Regions from separate parts of the Mus musculus genome. Here regions 2 and 3 are each linked to region 1. A link is a contact called in public Hi-C data. All regions are on one chromosome and are shown on one strand. The core of a region is the stretch at or near the end of the contact, and the rest is flanking DNA. Distances in the headings are between cores, read along the strand shown. Region 1 overlaps Prex1 (phosphatidylinositol-3,4,5-trisphosphate-dependent Rac exchange factor 1). Region 2 overlaps Arfgef2 (ADP-ribosylation factor guanine nucleotide-exchange factor 2 (brefeldin A-inhibited)). Region 3 has its middle 17 kb from the start of Prex1.

What was found. A called contact is a pair of places that touch in the nucleus more often than the background predicts.
Region 2: a Hi-C map of bone marrow-derived macrophages shows a contact between it and region 1, with 25 read pairs. The contact joins two enhancer-like sites. A contact is called at or near these places in 2 of 484 Hi-C or Micro-C datasets (Th1 cells and bone marrow-derived macrophages), 1 of 115 datasets of contacts at active chromatin or transcription factors (double positive thymocytes) and 3 of 9 other capture datasets (adipose tissue, liver and pancreatic islet).
Region 3: a Hi-C map of bone marrow-derived macrophages shows a contact between it and region 1, with 43 read pairs. The contact joins two enhancer-like sites. A contact is called at or near these places in 1 of 15 datasets of contacts at CTCF or cohesin (embryonic stem cells), 8 of 484 Hi-C or Micro-C datasets (the G1E-ER4 cell line, the N1E-115 cell line, astrocytes and 5 more), 7 of 115 datasets of contacts at active chromatin or transcription factors (bone marrow-derived macrophages, double positive thymocytes, embryonic basal ganglia and 4 more) and 4 of 9 other capture datasets (adipose tissue, embryonic stem cells, liver and 1 more).

Annotation. Positions count from the first base shown.
Region 1 is chr2:166,589,398-166,594,126 of GRCm38.p6, reverse strand. It overlaps Prex1 (phosphatidylinositol-3,4,5-trisphosphate-dependent Rac exchange factor 1), which reads left to right. Exons shown (of 40, transcript NM_177782.3): 16 at 225-367; 17 at 1,239-1,331; 18 at 1,778-1,926; 19 at 3,608-3,693; 20 at 4,481-4,617. Among named protein-coding and RNA genes, the nearest start is that of Gm29679, 27 kb to the right of the region's middle. Within about 2 kb of position 1,911, at least 18 of the 459 cell types and tissues checked have an H3K27ac peak or open chromatin away from gene starts, as enhancers often do. A contact at or near this core is called in bone marrow-derived macrophages and stem cell-derived neural progenitor cells, where this site is marked.
Region 2 is chr2:166,818,979-166,823,707 of GRCm38.p6, reverse strand. The region is part of intron 1 of Arfgef2 (ADP-ribosylation factor guanine nucleotide-exchange factor 2 (brefeldin A-inhibited)); the gene reads right to left. Among named protein-coding and RNA genes, the nearest start is that of Arfgef2, 16 kb to the right of the region's middle. Within about 2 kb of position 2,792, at least 53 of the 459 cell types and tissues checked have an H3K27ac peak or open chromatin away from gene starts, as enhancers often do. A contact at or near this core is called in bone marrow-derived macrophages, where this site is marked.
Region 3 is chr2:166,728,176-166,732,904 of GRCm38.p6, reverse strand. No RefSeq gene overlaps it. Among named protein-coding and RNA genes, the nearest start is that of Prex1, 17 kb to the right of the region's middle. Within about 2 kb of position 2,429, at least 136 of the 459 cell types and tissues checked have an H3K27ac peak or open chromatin away from gene starts, as enhancers often do. A contact at or near this core is called in bone marrow-derived macrophages and stem cell-derived neural progenitor cells, where this site is marked.

The sequences.
Region 1 (4,729 bases), core at 662-3,161:
GCACTGAACCCACCAAGCCATGTCAGGTTTTTAAAGGAGTCAGAGAGCCAAGGCCGTTGTGTGGAGTTCACACATGTTAACACTGGCTTGCAATTCTGCTCCCTTACAATGCTCTCTCGACCAAGCCACGCTTGTCCGGGAGCTGCTTCTAGCCTGTGGCTGCCGGTTGGCCAAGGCGCCGAACCGCTGCCATCTGACCACGACTGTGTGTCTGCGGCTTGCAGTTCTGGAGAAGAGCGAATTCAAGGATGAGTCCCAGTACTTCCGCTTCCATGCTGATGAGGAGATGGAGGGGACCAGCAGCAAGAACAAACAGCTTCGCAATGACTTCAAGCTGGTGGAGAACATCCTGGCAAAGCGACTGCTGGTAGGAGGCTCACAGTAGGGCTGTTCTGCCTCTCTTCCCTGCCTCTCCTGTGGCCTGGGAGCTGGGCAGCTTCAGACAGTGGCCAGAGCAGGGCATGCAGCTCTGAGCATGAGTCTTGGGACAGAAAAGCCAAGTCACTGTGCTAGCCAGGACTATATTCCTCATGAAACGCTGGGGCTGCAGGAGTTCCTACCCTTTCATCTAGCCCACAGCCATTGCTTCACTGTGCCTCCTGAGTCACCTCCTCCAGCACTATAGATAGCTCTCAGGAGTTTGTGTCCTGCTCGCATCCAGGAGCCTTGAGTGTCTGCAGTTGGGACATTTACTAACCAGGTCAGCAAGGTTGGCATCCCAGCCCACCTAGCCTGACTTCTTAGGCTGGGCTTGTGGCGAGTTGTCCGGAAGAGGTCTGTCCATAGCCACTCTAACCTCTCTGGTCTGTGGTAATCCTGGGGACGGCAGTTCCCTCTGGTGCTCTAAAGCCCTCCAGTGTAACCCACCACACCTGGATAAGAGTCAGCGTCTGTCCTGAGCTCTTCCTGCCTCTCCAGCTTTGTCCCCTGGGTAACGCTTTCCTCACTGTCTGAGCCAGGCTAGTCTCTCTCCCTGGGGCTGCCTCTGGGCCTTCCCACCCCCTGTACCTGCTGCCTAGAGCTCTTTGCCCACCCGCTCTCTTCTTTTACTTTAGCCTGAGTACATTCCCAGTCACACTGTAGACTGTTTCCTTCAGTCAGCAGTAAAAGTGGGGCAGCTCAGGGGCCTTGTAGACTTGCCACACACACCCCCCGCCCCCGCAGGATCCTAGTTCTTGGGGAGAAGGGTGTTGTCGTCGCTCCCGTCTGGTTGCCATAAGTGCATCTTGGGCTTTCAGATCCCGCCACAGGAGGACGACTATGGCTTCGACCTTGAGGAGAAGAACAAGGCTGTGGTAGTGAAGTCTGTGCAGAGGGGCTCGCTGGCTGAGGTGAGACCCACCGGTGGCCACTCAGGTGGGGTGGTACCTGAGCTGGGGGTGACCCCGTGTCTCTGAGATGCAGGGTAGCTGGGAATGAGACTGCCTTCCTGGCACGTTCCACTAGCGCCACCTGCTGGGCTCTTGGAGACGTGCAGGGAAAGCAGATGGCTGGCTCCCTGCAGGGTTTCTTCTGTCTCCCAAACCCCAGTTTATGGCATCTCCTTCCACAGTCTTGTTCACATTCCCATGGTTACAAAGTGGCCACCACACTGACCTCTGTGCCGTCACAACACAGGCTGGCGCTGGCCATTTCTTCCCAAGGGAACTGCCACCCACCCTTGCCTCCTTGGGCTTTCATTTACAGCTCAGAGCCCAGCTTCCTGGTGCTTCTAGAACATTCCAGCTTCCTCGGTGAAGAGGGAGGAGGCCAGTGACACCTGTGCTTGTCCCTCCAGATGGCTGGCCTGCAGGCTGGGAGGAAGATTTACTCCATCAACGAGGACCTGGTGTTCCTGCGTCCCTTCTCTGAGGTGGAGACCATCCTCAACCAGTTCTTCTGCTCCCGCCGCCCGCTCCGCCTCCTGGTGGCCACCAAGGCCAAAGAGTGAGTGCGAGCCTCAGGCTGACTCAGCAGGTCTCCCTGGGCCTGGCCCTCCAGCATGGGGCTGCCACCTTTGTTAGTCTAATTTGATGTCCCAAGTGCATGACCAGCTCAGTTTTGGGAACACCGTCCCGTCAAGGTGGATACAGTTCCTACCTTCCATGGATTCTTGCGAAGTCAGGGGGCGGGGCCAGATATACACTGGGCAGGTGTGAGGCGTGTGCCGAGTTGGCAGTTATCAGCAGATACCTGAGATTAGAGAAGGAAGCCAGTGTATGCAGAGAGACAGTGGCCAGAGAGATGTCACTGGGGATGGAGCGATGGCTCTAGGAGACGACTTCTGGAGGACGAGGGTTCTAGAAAGATGAAGCACTCACTGCAAAGCCCCCGAGGTTGCACTGTTGGTGGCAGGTCGGAGGAGGCAGTGAGGGGGTAGAGCAGAGTTGGAGAGAGGAGACATGAGCAAGTCCCCATGGATGACCGCTGGAGAGGAAGGCTTCCCTGGGGCTGCAGGTGGAAGCAGGTGCCTTCTATGGCTGCCTGGCTTGCAGGGTCAGGGTGGGCCACATCTGGACAGAGGTGCGGTGGGCATACTTTTATTTTACTTATTATTTATTTATTTATGTATATGTACTCTGTCTGCATGTATACCTGCATGCCAGAAGAGGGCATTGGATCCCATTACAGATGGTTGTGAACTACTGTGTGGTTACTGGGAATTGAACGCAGGACCGCTGGAAGGGCAGTCAGTGCTCTTAACCACTGAGCCATCTCTCCAGCACAAATGTACTTATATTGGTTAATTATTTGGTTCCCTGCTTCCCAGGCACTTGAGGCAAATGTTGGCTGATCCTTTCACAGAGGTTGCCTAAGACCATTTGAAAACACAGATATTCACGTTAGGATCCCTAACAGTAGGAAAATTACAGTTAGGAAGTAGCTATGAAAATAATTTTATGGTTGGTGGGGTCACGAGAACATAAGGAACTGCATTTTTTTTTTTTTTTTTTTTTTTTTTTTGAGACAGTGTTTCTCTGTGTAGCCCTGGCTGTCCTGGAACTCACTTTGTAGACCAGGCTGGCCTCGAACTCAGAAATCCACCTGCCTCTCTCTGCCTCCCAAGTGCTGGGATTAAAGGCGTGCACCATCACGCCTGGCTTCATAAGGAACTGTATTAAAGGGCCCCCCAGCATTAGCAAGGTTGAGAACCGCTGGTTTAGACTCTGTTTCTGTAAGGACAGGAGATTCAAGGAAAAGGTGACAGGAAAGGCTTAGCTACTCGATGCCGGAGACGGAAGTCACCAGGGTTTAATCTTTGAGGACAGGCTCTCAGGGTGGCTCTGCTTGCCCGGTAGACATGGAAGGAGGGATCATGCTGTGTGCTGGGGACAGAAGCTGCCTAGCAGCTCAAAATGAATGATATCTGCCAATCCCTGCGGCTGGTACCTTCCCTTGGCACCCACAGCCCCCAAGCTGTGCCTCCCCTTGGTATCCGCCACTGTCTCAGCCCCTGTCTGCTTGGGTGACAGCCTTTGGTTCTTTGGGGACCTGGTTGACTGACCATGTTGATCATTGCTCCTCTCATGGCTGATTTCCAAGAAGCCCAGGGTGTTGGCGGGAAGGGACTCCTTGAGGACCCACACTCCTTTTTCTCATGGCCTGTCTCTGCCCCTGTGCCTGCCAGGACCATCAAAGTCCCTGACCACCCAGAGGCCCTGTCCTTCCAGATTCGAGGAACAGCCCCGCCGTGTGTCTTTGCTGTGGGCAGAGGTGAGCGGGAGTCTGGTGTGCAGAGCCTCTTGGGGCCACATCGTGGGCGTGGAGAGCCGCATGCCCAGTGCAAGCGACTATAGCTTCCCAGTGGCATCAAGGCCATGGTCCAGCTGTGTGAGACCTTGGCTAGAGCCTTAGGCAGTCCAGCTAGAACTGAGAAAGTGACTAACATCTACTGAGCACTTAGTAAGGACAGCCATTCCCCACGCCCAAGCTTCTAGAGTCTCTCCAGAGTCCTTTGAAGAGATGTGCTGTTTACCAACTTCACAGATGAGAATATTAAGGCCCAGAGAGGTGAAGTGTTGTGTTGTAGACGCAGGGCAGAGAGGTAGTTGGAGGCCCCTGAGACTGGGACCTGCATGGGCCAAGGTCCTCGAGGCCTGTGCATCTTAGGCTGGAGTCAGCTGGCCATTTGTTTTCATTTCTAGAGTTGTCCGTTAGCCTAGAGATGCTCACGACCCACTGCTTGGGACCTGTGGTAGGACTGGCAGGGATGGACCGTGCTAGGCAGCTATATTGTGTCCTGGATTTTCTGAGCCTTTGCCCTAAGGGTAGCTTTGGTCTCTCTCTGCGTCCTGGCTTCAGTCCGTCGCTGTGCGGGCATGCAGGGCTCCAAAAGATAGGGGTCTGAGATACCACATTGGGCCGGCTGCCTCTGCTGTATCAGCGGCAGCTCTCTGGTTGGCAGCTGAGAGGAGGCACGCTCTGGATGCAGCCATTGGCAGGGGCAGCTGGACCCTGGCTCCTCTGCCTGGCTCTGGCCTCAAGTGTTCCTGTTCCTCAGGCTCTGAGGCTGTGGCTGCCGGGCTCTGCGCGGGCCAATGCATCCTGAAAGTCAACGGCACCAGCGTGGCGAATGATGGCGCCCTGGAGGTTCTCGAGCACTTCCAGGCTTTCCGCAACCACAGGGAGGAGGCCCTGGTGAGCACTGAGCGGAAGGTGGGAGGCTGCCTGCCATCTTGGAGGCCCCTTAGACTGCTTAGGAGCACTGAGCTGAGCTGAGTGTGAAAGGCCCTTTTACAAACGGGAGTGT
Region 2 (4,729 bases), core at 1,543-4,042, 230 kb before region 1:
GGCGTTCCCCTGTACTGGGGCATATAAAGTTTGCGTGTCCAATGGGCCTCTCTTTCCAGTGATGGCCGACTAGGCCATCTTTTGATACATATGCAGCTAGAGTCAAGAGCTCCGGGGTACTGGTTAGTTCATAATGTTGTTCCACCTATAGGGTTGCAGATCCCTTTAGCTCCTTGGGTACTTTCTCTAGCTCCTCCATTGGGAGCCCTGTGATCCATCCATTAGCTGACTGTGAGCATCCACTTCTGTGTTTGCTAGGCCCCTTTTTTTGGTTTTTCGAGACAGGGTTTCTCTGTATAGCTCTGGCTGTCCTAGAACTCACTTTGTAGACCAGGCTGGCCTTGAACTCAGAAATCCACCTGCCTCTGCCTCCCAAGTGCTGGGATTACAGGCATGCACCACCACGCCTGGCCCTAAACTACTTTTATTGAGGAAAAAAACAAAAACAAAAACAAAAAAACACCCTGAAATCCTGTTCACCGGGCTAACAGTGGCAGACAGTACAATACCTTTGTAGAAGCAGGCAGCCTCTGAGGCTGACGACCATGGGGCAGCTTTCACTGGCTCTGAATGTGAAGAGAGGGTCAGGACAGAAGCCAAGATTAGCCAGGAGCTAATTACACAGGCCAGTCAGTGCTCTGGGCCCATGTGCAAGAAGCATCAGCAAATGGGCTGCCAAAACCATTTTCACAGGCTGGAAATGTCCAAGGAACAGCTCTGGCATCCACAATTCTAGCTGACTGGAGGTTGGGTCTATATGCACTATGGTTCCAGATGATTGGCAGGCCCTGAAGAGGCCTCAGTTCCAGCTGAGAGATGGATCCTGATATACTATGGTTCTGGCTAAGACAGGCTTTAGATACACCATACCATGATTCTGGTTGAGACGGGCATTGGATATATTTAGAGAACACAATTATTTTCCCACTAAAAAGAGGGAGAATAAGGAACGAGGACAAGTGAGAGGTAGACTCTCACAACAGCCTGTGAGTATGAGACTTAAACACAGCCAGGTTACAAGCCACACATGGACACGTCAGCTGACTGGTACTAGATGACTCGTGAACCCTCCAGAATCCTGACTTCCCACCGACTGTAAGAGGACTTGGGTGTGGCTACTTTATGAACAACCCCAGGAAAGAAGTCCTGCCATAATCCGACAGAGGCAAAGCAGGCACAGCAGGTGGCTGTGTCACGTCTTTGGCTCGGCTCTTATCTCAAACCAAAGTCCAGTGGGGATGCAGTCCCCAGTGCTGCACAGGAGAGCTGCTGGGTGCCCTAAACTGGAACTAGAGACATTGCCCACTGTCGTCCTCTGCAACCCAGGGTGGCAGAACAGATACACTCTCAGTGAGGACCTCAAGGCAGGCCACACCCACTCACCACTCAAGAGGAAGACAGGGATGATGGCTGGGAGACCGGTGGCTGGTGGGGCTCACCCTGCACTCCACTGCTTCCTGTGCTAATAGCACAGCACTCACAGTTGCCAAGTGGGCAGCCTGCAGCAATAAATGAGCAGGCCACAAAGGAGGGAGATAGGCCCAGGCTAGGGCAGCTGCACCTAGAAAGCCACAGACTTCTGCAGAGATGGATTCTGGGTGTTGTATTACCTACGAAAGCAGCATCCCCACTCACCAGCCTCTCCTTCCCATCAACGGCCACCAAGATCCTCACACCTGACCCTGCCCAACAATCATTACCGGCTAATTCCCTCAGACCACAGCATCTTTCCAATAGGACAGCCACATGTCCCTCCTATCTAACTCAGCCCTATCCCCCTTCAAGGCCCTCAGTCACCTGCTCCTCCACCCCAAATCCTCCTACAGTGGCTGGTCATATTCCAAATCTTGCCCCTGTGTGGAACTGGGGCACCTCTAGTTCCTTTCTAGTCTCTCTACATGATCTCCTCTCTTTCCAGCTAGCCTACCTACTCAAATGCTCCCAGAGGATCCTACACTGGCCAGCCAGACCTCCCAGGACTGACCTGACAGCTTGCCTCTTCCTGCATTTTCCAGGTGGAGCCCTTCAGCAGGACTGCTGACAGAGTGAGAGACATCCAACAGCCATGACTTCTGACCTCTGGTCTCAATTTGTGGCAAAATCCCATCCTAAGATAACAATTCCACCCTCTGGTGAACTGTCTCCACCTAAGCAAACATCCAACAACAGGCGAGTCTATGATGTTGCCATCACCAGCCTCAGAGGCTACGTACTTCTGCACCATGTGTAACATACATCGCTCTCCTCAGTATCTCTCACTGACTGGCATCATCATATCCTTCCTTCACAGATAATATAGCAGCCTCCTGTCCTGGAGAAGTTAGATGCCAACACAGGGAGACTCTCTCAACTTCCTGTTAGCAAGCCTGTCCACCCTAGGGTCCCCTTGTTCTGAGGCAGGAAGAAGATACCATCCCCCATGCCCACCTCTCCCTACTGCTTGCCTGGGGACTTCATGCTCTCAGGACCAGCCACTCTTCTCATCACAGGCTCCCATCACTGCCCACTAACCACCTGACTGTTCTACTTCTGACCCTCTCCTCCCTTCCTCCCTCCCTCCCTCCCTCCCTCCCTTCCTCCCTCCCACCCCACAGCTCTTCTCCACACAGCAGCCAGAGGGACAGTTAACACTGTCAATTTGATAGGCTCTAAAGTCACCCAGGAGACAAGCCTCTGGGCATGCCTGTGAGACTGCCTCCATTAGACTAGGTGAGGTAGGAGGAGCCACTTTAATTGTAGGCAGCGCCATTTCTGGAGTCCTGGGCATAAGAAGAGAGGAAGCTGAGTACCAGCATCCACCACTCTCTGCTTCCTGACATGGCCATGTGACTAAGGCCTCAAGCTCCCGCCACAGTGTACTGTCCCATCAAACTGTAAACCAAAACAAACTCTTCCTTCTGGGAGCTGTTTTGAGGCAGCAAGGAGATAGGCAGTGTGGGAAATGGCTCACACTGAGGGGAGCCAATGGCCCTCATCTGCTCAACTCTCCAACAGCACGAAGTTCAGAATCCTTACGGCTCCACTCTGGTCTCCCCGTCCACAGTCACTCCCTACCATAGCCCAGGGCTCTTTCAGTCCCAGGCTCACATGTCACCACTTCAGAGGTGCTTTTCAGCATCCTCACTAGCTGCCCCTGGGACAGCTCTGCACTCCATTTCCCGCTAGCTTACTCCTCTCAGCTTTCTTCCCAGTACTGACTGGTCACCCCTGACATACTATGTCAGCTCCTTTATGCCTGCTTCCCCAGCCCAGCAGACCCGCTATGCAAGCCAGCCTGTGCTGTCCACTAGAATGTGTCGACAGACAGGAGCGGGTGGGCGGGCACTCAGTGTGTGTTGAACACCCATGTAAATCTTCCTTTTCCTTTCCTGTGTTATTTAACCTCTCCCTCAAGTGGATCCCCTTTCAATGACATTTAGAAAATTCCAAGTGTCTTCTCCCTTAAGGAAAGAAAACTGAAGGTGTGCGTGGCGACACCCCTATATTCCAGCACTCAGGAGGTCGGAGCACAACTGCCACAAGTACCAGGCCAATCACTACTACATAGCAAGTCTGCCTCAAAACCAAGAAAGAGACAAACCTTCCATGGGCCACACCGCTCCTCCTGACAGCACACCCAGACACAGCCTGCTCTCCACACCGAGTTTCTCTCCTCCTACTTTCACTTCTGCCTACGCCAGTCTGGATTCCACCTGCAGCACTCCACCCAAAACAGCTCAAGAGACCATCAGTGACCATGTCTCTAACCTGACAGGCCTGCTTCCACGCTCCATCTTTTTATTTACATTTCAGCCATTGCCCCCTTCCTGGTCCTCCCTCCATGTTCCGTCTTACTAGCCTCCCTCAGCATCCCACTTACCAAGTCCACAATCCCAGAATTTTTCTCTGCATCTGCCCCGTGCTTCCCATCTGTCTCTGCCCTAGCTCCCTCTGCACAGGCCACCTCCTCTGCCCAGGCAGAAAGAGATGCAGGTTCTCGCACTAGGCGCTGACCCACACGTTCCAGTCTCTAGACCAGGCCTCTTAGGAGGCTGAGGCTTATCTATGCAGTCGCTACCTATTTCATGTGTGTAATGGATGGTGCTTGATATGGTTTGTATATGGGATGTCCTCTGCAAGACCCACATTTTAAAGATGTGGTTCCCTAGATGGTGGAGCCAGTTGTTGAGGTGTGATTAGCTCAGGAGGGCGCTAACTCTATCAATAGGTTAATCCGTAGTGAGTTCACACTGCGAGAACACAAAGCTGGGCCTGGCTGGAGGGAGTAGATCACTTAGGGATGTGCCTCTGAGGATGGCTTGCTCCTGGTGTCTGCTTCTCTCTCTCCTCCTGGCCGTGAGGCGGCCAGCTCTGACCCACCACATCCTCCACCCTGGTGCTCTTCTTCACCTCACAGCCAGAACAGTGAGACCAGACTGAGACCAGGGTCCCAGTGATTACGCCTCTAAGTCACGCCTCTAAGATACTCGCCACAGCAACGAGACGCTGACTAATGCATCCCAAGGCAGATCTAGTTCCAGCTCAGATGAGCCCTCCCCTCCCTACACATAGGGTCGCTCCTCTTCCCACTGACAGCTGGTTGAATGAACCACTCACTCCAGCTCTTGTGCTTTTACCCAGGTCCCCTTAGCGTTACTTGTGCCGCCATCACTCCTAGCTACCCATCCCCACCAGCATGATGCTAACTGCCTCTTACTTGATCTCAAGCAACCCCTCTAGTCTCCCTATG
Region 3 (4,729 bases), core at 1,180-3,679, 140 kb before region 1:
GGAGAAGGGCAGGGCTGGACCCAGGTCCCAAACTGTGGGCACATGAAGACAGAAGCCACTTTGGGACCCTTACCCCCAGAAGAAGGAATCAGAAGGGACAAAATGCCGTCCCCCGCCCCACCTACCAACCACTGTAATTTTCCATTTATTTATTTGTGTGTTTATTTTTGAGGCAGTCTCACTATGCAGCCCGATACACCTGCCCCTATGCCTCCCTCTGCCTTCCCAGAGCTTGGATTAAGGGCATGTGCCACTACGCCCAGCTTTCTGGGATGGCAGGCACATGCCATCAGGTCCAGCCTTTCCTCTTTACAGCTTGCCTCTAGGTTGGAGAGGTCTCACCGAAAAGCCCAGCTGTCCACAGCATGAATACAACAAGGGCTCAATGGGGCTCCAGGTGCCCTTTGTAGTGTGCTCCTGGCAGGGCATGAGATTGGAGGGTGGCTGGAGGAGCATTCATGTGTGCCTTGGTTTTGCCTTGTCATGGACCCTTGGAGTCCTTTACTGTCATACTACTGCTAGGCCCCTTGGGCTGATGAGGAACTGAGAAGTGACCTCACAGCCCCTGTGAGGTCATCCCTCTCCTCCAGGGAAAGGAGGGATGGAATAGGAGGGGAGTTAAGTAACGTGCACATGAAACAACCCTAGCCAGACTTCGACTCCTACATCTACCTGGTCCTGAAGCCAGACGCTCACTGAGATGGGCCAATCTATGCCTCTCTCTGCTGGTCCTGGCTTGAGTTGCGTTTTTGGCATCTCATCGTTAGGATGTTAGACTATTACAGGCGCTCAGCAGAAAGACGCCTGCATATGGACTACCAAGGAGTCAAGGTTGACCTTGACTGTATCTTCCCAGAGGATGATGGGCCTTCTTAAGATCAGGCAGGCGTGGGAGGCAACCGTCCACTCATTTATCCAACACACACTTGTTAAGCACTCTGCTGGTTAGTATTCCATTCCTGTAATGGAGTAATAGAGACAGAGTGATTTATAAGCAACAGACGGTGCTGGTGTCTAGAGAGGACCTCCTTGCTGTGCCATCCCAGGGCAGGAGAGCAAGAGAGGGCTGTATGTGCCTTATGTCAGTGTTTGTGTGTGGGTTTATGTGGAGGCTTAAGGTTAACATTGTCTTCCATCTTATTTCCTTGTCTATCTGTGTGTGATGGTTTGTATATGCCTGGCCCAGGGAGTGGCACTATTAGGAGGTGTGGCCTTGCTGGAGTAGGTGTGGCCTTTTTGGAGTAGGTGCGTGTGGGACCCTACTGCTAGCTGCCTGGAAGTGAGTATTCTGCTAGCAGCTTTCAGATGAAGATGTAGACCTTTCAGTTCCTCCTACACCATGCCTGCCTGGATGCTGCTATGTTTCCATCTTGATAATAATGGAGTGAACCTCTGAACCTGTAAGCCAATCCCAATTAAATGTTGTCTTTATAAGAGTTGCCTTGGTCATGGTGTCTGTTCACAGCAGTAACACCCTAACTAAGACACTGTGTGTGTGTTTCTGTCACATGTGAGTAGAAACCAGAGAGGTCAGAAGAAGGCAATGGATCCCCTGGAGCTGGCATTGCAGGTGGGTGTGGCATTGCAGGTGGGTGTGGCATTGCAGGTGGGTGTGGCATTGCAGGTGGGTGTGGCATTGCAGGTGGGTGTGGCATTGCAGGTGGGTGTGGCCTGCCTGACTTGGATGCTGGGAACTAAGCTCAGGTCTTCTGCAAGATCAGCAAGTGCTCTGAACCTCACAGCCATCCCTCCAGGCTCTACCACCTTATGTTTTGAGACAGCATCTCTCCTTGAACTTGGGATTCACTGGTCCAGCCAGGTGAGCTGGTCAGAAAACTCTAGGGCCCCCCCCCCCATGTCTCCACTCACAAAACTCTAGGGTTATAAATGTACACGGCCACGCCTGGCTTTTCACATCGGTGTCAGGGATCCTGGGTCAGGACCTCAGACAGCATCCCTGAGCCATCTCTCCATCCCTCTTATTTTTTTATTTGTTGGTTTATTTGTATTTTGGAGACAAAGTAGCTTTGAACTCCTTACGCAGCTAAGGATGACCTTGGACGCCAGAGTCGCCTGCCTTCACTTCCTGGGTGTGCTGGGATTACAGGCCTGTGCTACCACAGGCCATTGAACTTTTATGACAAATCCAGCCTGTGGTCTAAGTCCCTCCCACAAGAACATCATCAGTGCCTGCATGAGCACAGGATCTTCTGGAACCGACCTCCTCTTACAGACGTTGTCAAGGCCCTAGGGATAAAGATTCCAGCACAAGGCGTTTGGGGGACACACACAAAGTCAGCAGGTCCCTTCAGCACAGAACAGGCCAGGTTCTGTGCTGGGGCTCAAATGTAGCAGTAGACAGAAACCCCTGCCGCATTTACTCAGCGGAGTAAATGCCCAGGAGACATCTGCTCCATTACCATGACAATCACCATCCCCATTTACACACGCAGGAACACAGGCCCCAGACATGAAGTCACACAGCCAGCCAGAGGCCAAGTGCTGATCTGACTTCTGATTTCACAATTTCCAAGTCAGCTGTGTCTGCCACATCAGGCTGGAGAGCGAAAACACGGCCACGTGGAAATGACCTCACGTTTCTCCTGCTGCTCCTCAAAGAGAAGCGAGCGAGGAGTTGACGGAAAGGAGTCAGCTTGGATTGTGTCTGCAGAGAACTCCAGCAGCACACACCAGGGCACTGTGTGGTCCACAGAGGGGAGAGCTGACTCACAGGTCGTAGCAGTTTCTGAGCTGGGCTTCAGGATCAGATTAATGAAGGACTTTCTGGAGGGAGGGGACCAGTGGCAGGCGTTGGAGGGAAGGAAATTGTGGATAGGAAAGCGTAACATGGCTGCTTGAGTCGCTGTATAGCCCCACATCCTCTGCCAGACACAAAATCTCCCTCTCCTTCTTTATTTATTGGATGCTGATGGCATAGGGAAGGAAGTCTGGTTAGCAAGACTTGACAGCTTTTGTAGTTGCAGCTGAAGTCATTAGCCCCGCACCAGCAGCACCCGGACCTCCCGGTTCACAGGCAGGAGATATATACACACACAAGGATGTAGTAAAAAAAACAAAAAAATGCTCGCAGCAAGAGCTGTGACTCATTCTCATTTCTGCTGGGACAAATGAAAAGGCCAGGAGTCAGGGATGGATTCATCACTCGCAGCAGTCTGCTTCAGAGAACTCAGCCCCCCTGTGGCTGTCCTTCTTCACTAGGTGGGGGGATTTGGAAAGCAAAGCCTTCTGTTGATGTCTGGGGGGGTGATTGGGGGGGGGAGAGTGGGTAGTCTCCACGGAGCATGGAGACTTGTTGTTCTGGTTATGCCCAGGTTACCTGCTAGGATGTTCACTGGAACCACTTCTAAATGAGAGCCATTCACTCACTCTCTCTCTCACTCACTCACTCATTCATTCATTCATTCAATGATGGATTAAAGTGTGTTGGGTTCTGTGTAGTTATTCCCTGTGTAAGTAAGAAAAAAAAAAGTTTACTAGGAGCCAAGACCAGAAAAAGGTGGTCTCCATAAAGATTTAAAGAGAGGGAGATCTCTCTCTCTCCCTCCCTCTCCCTCCCTCTTTCCCTCCCTCCCTCTCTCCCTCCCTCTGCTCTGCTTACAACTTAGCAACCACAGCTGGGACATTGTTTTTGTGAATAAAGCTTTATTGGAAACCTGCCATGCTCATTCATTTCCAATCGTCCTTGACACAACAGAGCTAAGTTGTGGAGCAGGGACTGCAGAGCCATGAAATAAGAATTGTCTGGGGGATGGAGGAGGGGATAGGGGGCTCGTGGAGGGGAAACTGGGAAGGGGGATAACATTCGAAATGTAAATAAATAACCAAAAAGACAAAAAAGAAAAAGAAAAAAAAAAAGAAAAAAGAATTGTCTGTTGTCTGCTGTTCATGGAAGTTAGTGACCTCCAATCCAGCATAAAAGAGATCGAGGCTTTATGGGTACGAAGCATTGTTCTTGGAAATGGCTTCAGCAGGGTTTCTCACCAGTCATGTGTCCACACAAGACAACATGAAAGCCAGAACCCTCTGGTCGGTCTCTGTCTCCAGAGCTTCCTGAGTAGGCCAGGCTTTGGTCAGGTGGGTTACCTAATCTATACACACAGAGGGCTCTCTTGCTCTCCTGTGGATGGACGGAAGTCACTTCTTCACTGATACACAGGGAAACAGACACAAGGAGGCTAGGTAGGGAAGCTGATCTAAAGAGCAGGGGGCAGGGCTTCCAGCACTGGGGAGTGGAATTGTAAGCACAGTTCCCTGGTTGAGGGTGACCCGATCTGCCACACTACAGCCAGGGTAAGGCACTAAACTGGTTGGTGACTGGCTTGCTCACTATAGTGAGATCCTTTCAGACCAGGCTCCTGTGGCTCCACCCCCTACTCCCACCCGCAGCATCCAAGGTCATCCTGGAAGTCACCAAAGGGGCAAAATGAAGAGTGTGTGGGAAAGCCTCAGGGCTTTGGCCTAGAGTACTAGGCACAAAGGTCACCACAGGTCTCCAGGAACTTAAAAACAGTCATGTTGCTCTGTCCACCTGCAAAGGACTCTGGGAAATGTAGTCCTTGGGTGTGCCAGAAGAGAAAATGACCTGTGGTCTGTATCAGGTGTTTCAGGCCCGGGATGGAGCCCTAAATGATGCTCACAGACAGGGACAGAAGTGACAGACACACAAGAGAGAAGGTACTAAGGGAGAAAAAGGAGAGACTGTGGGTGT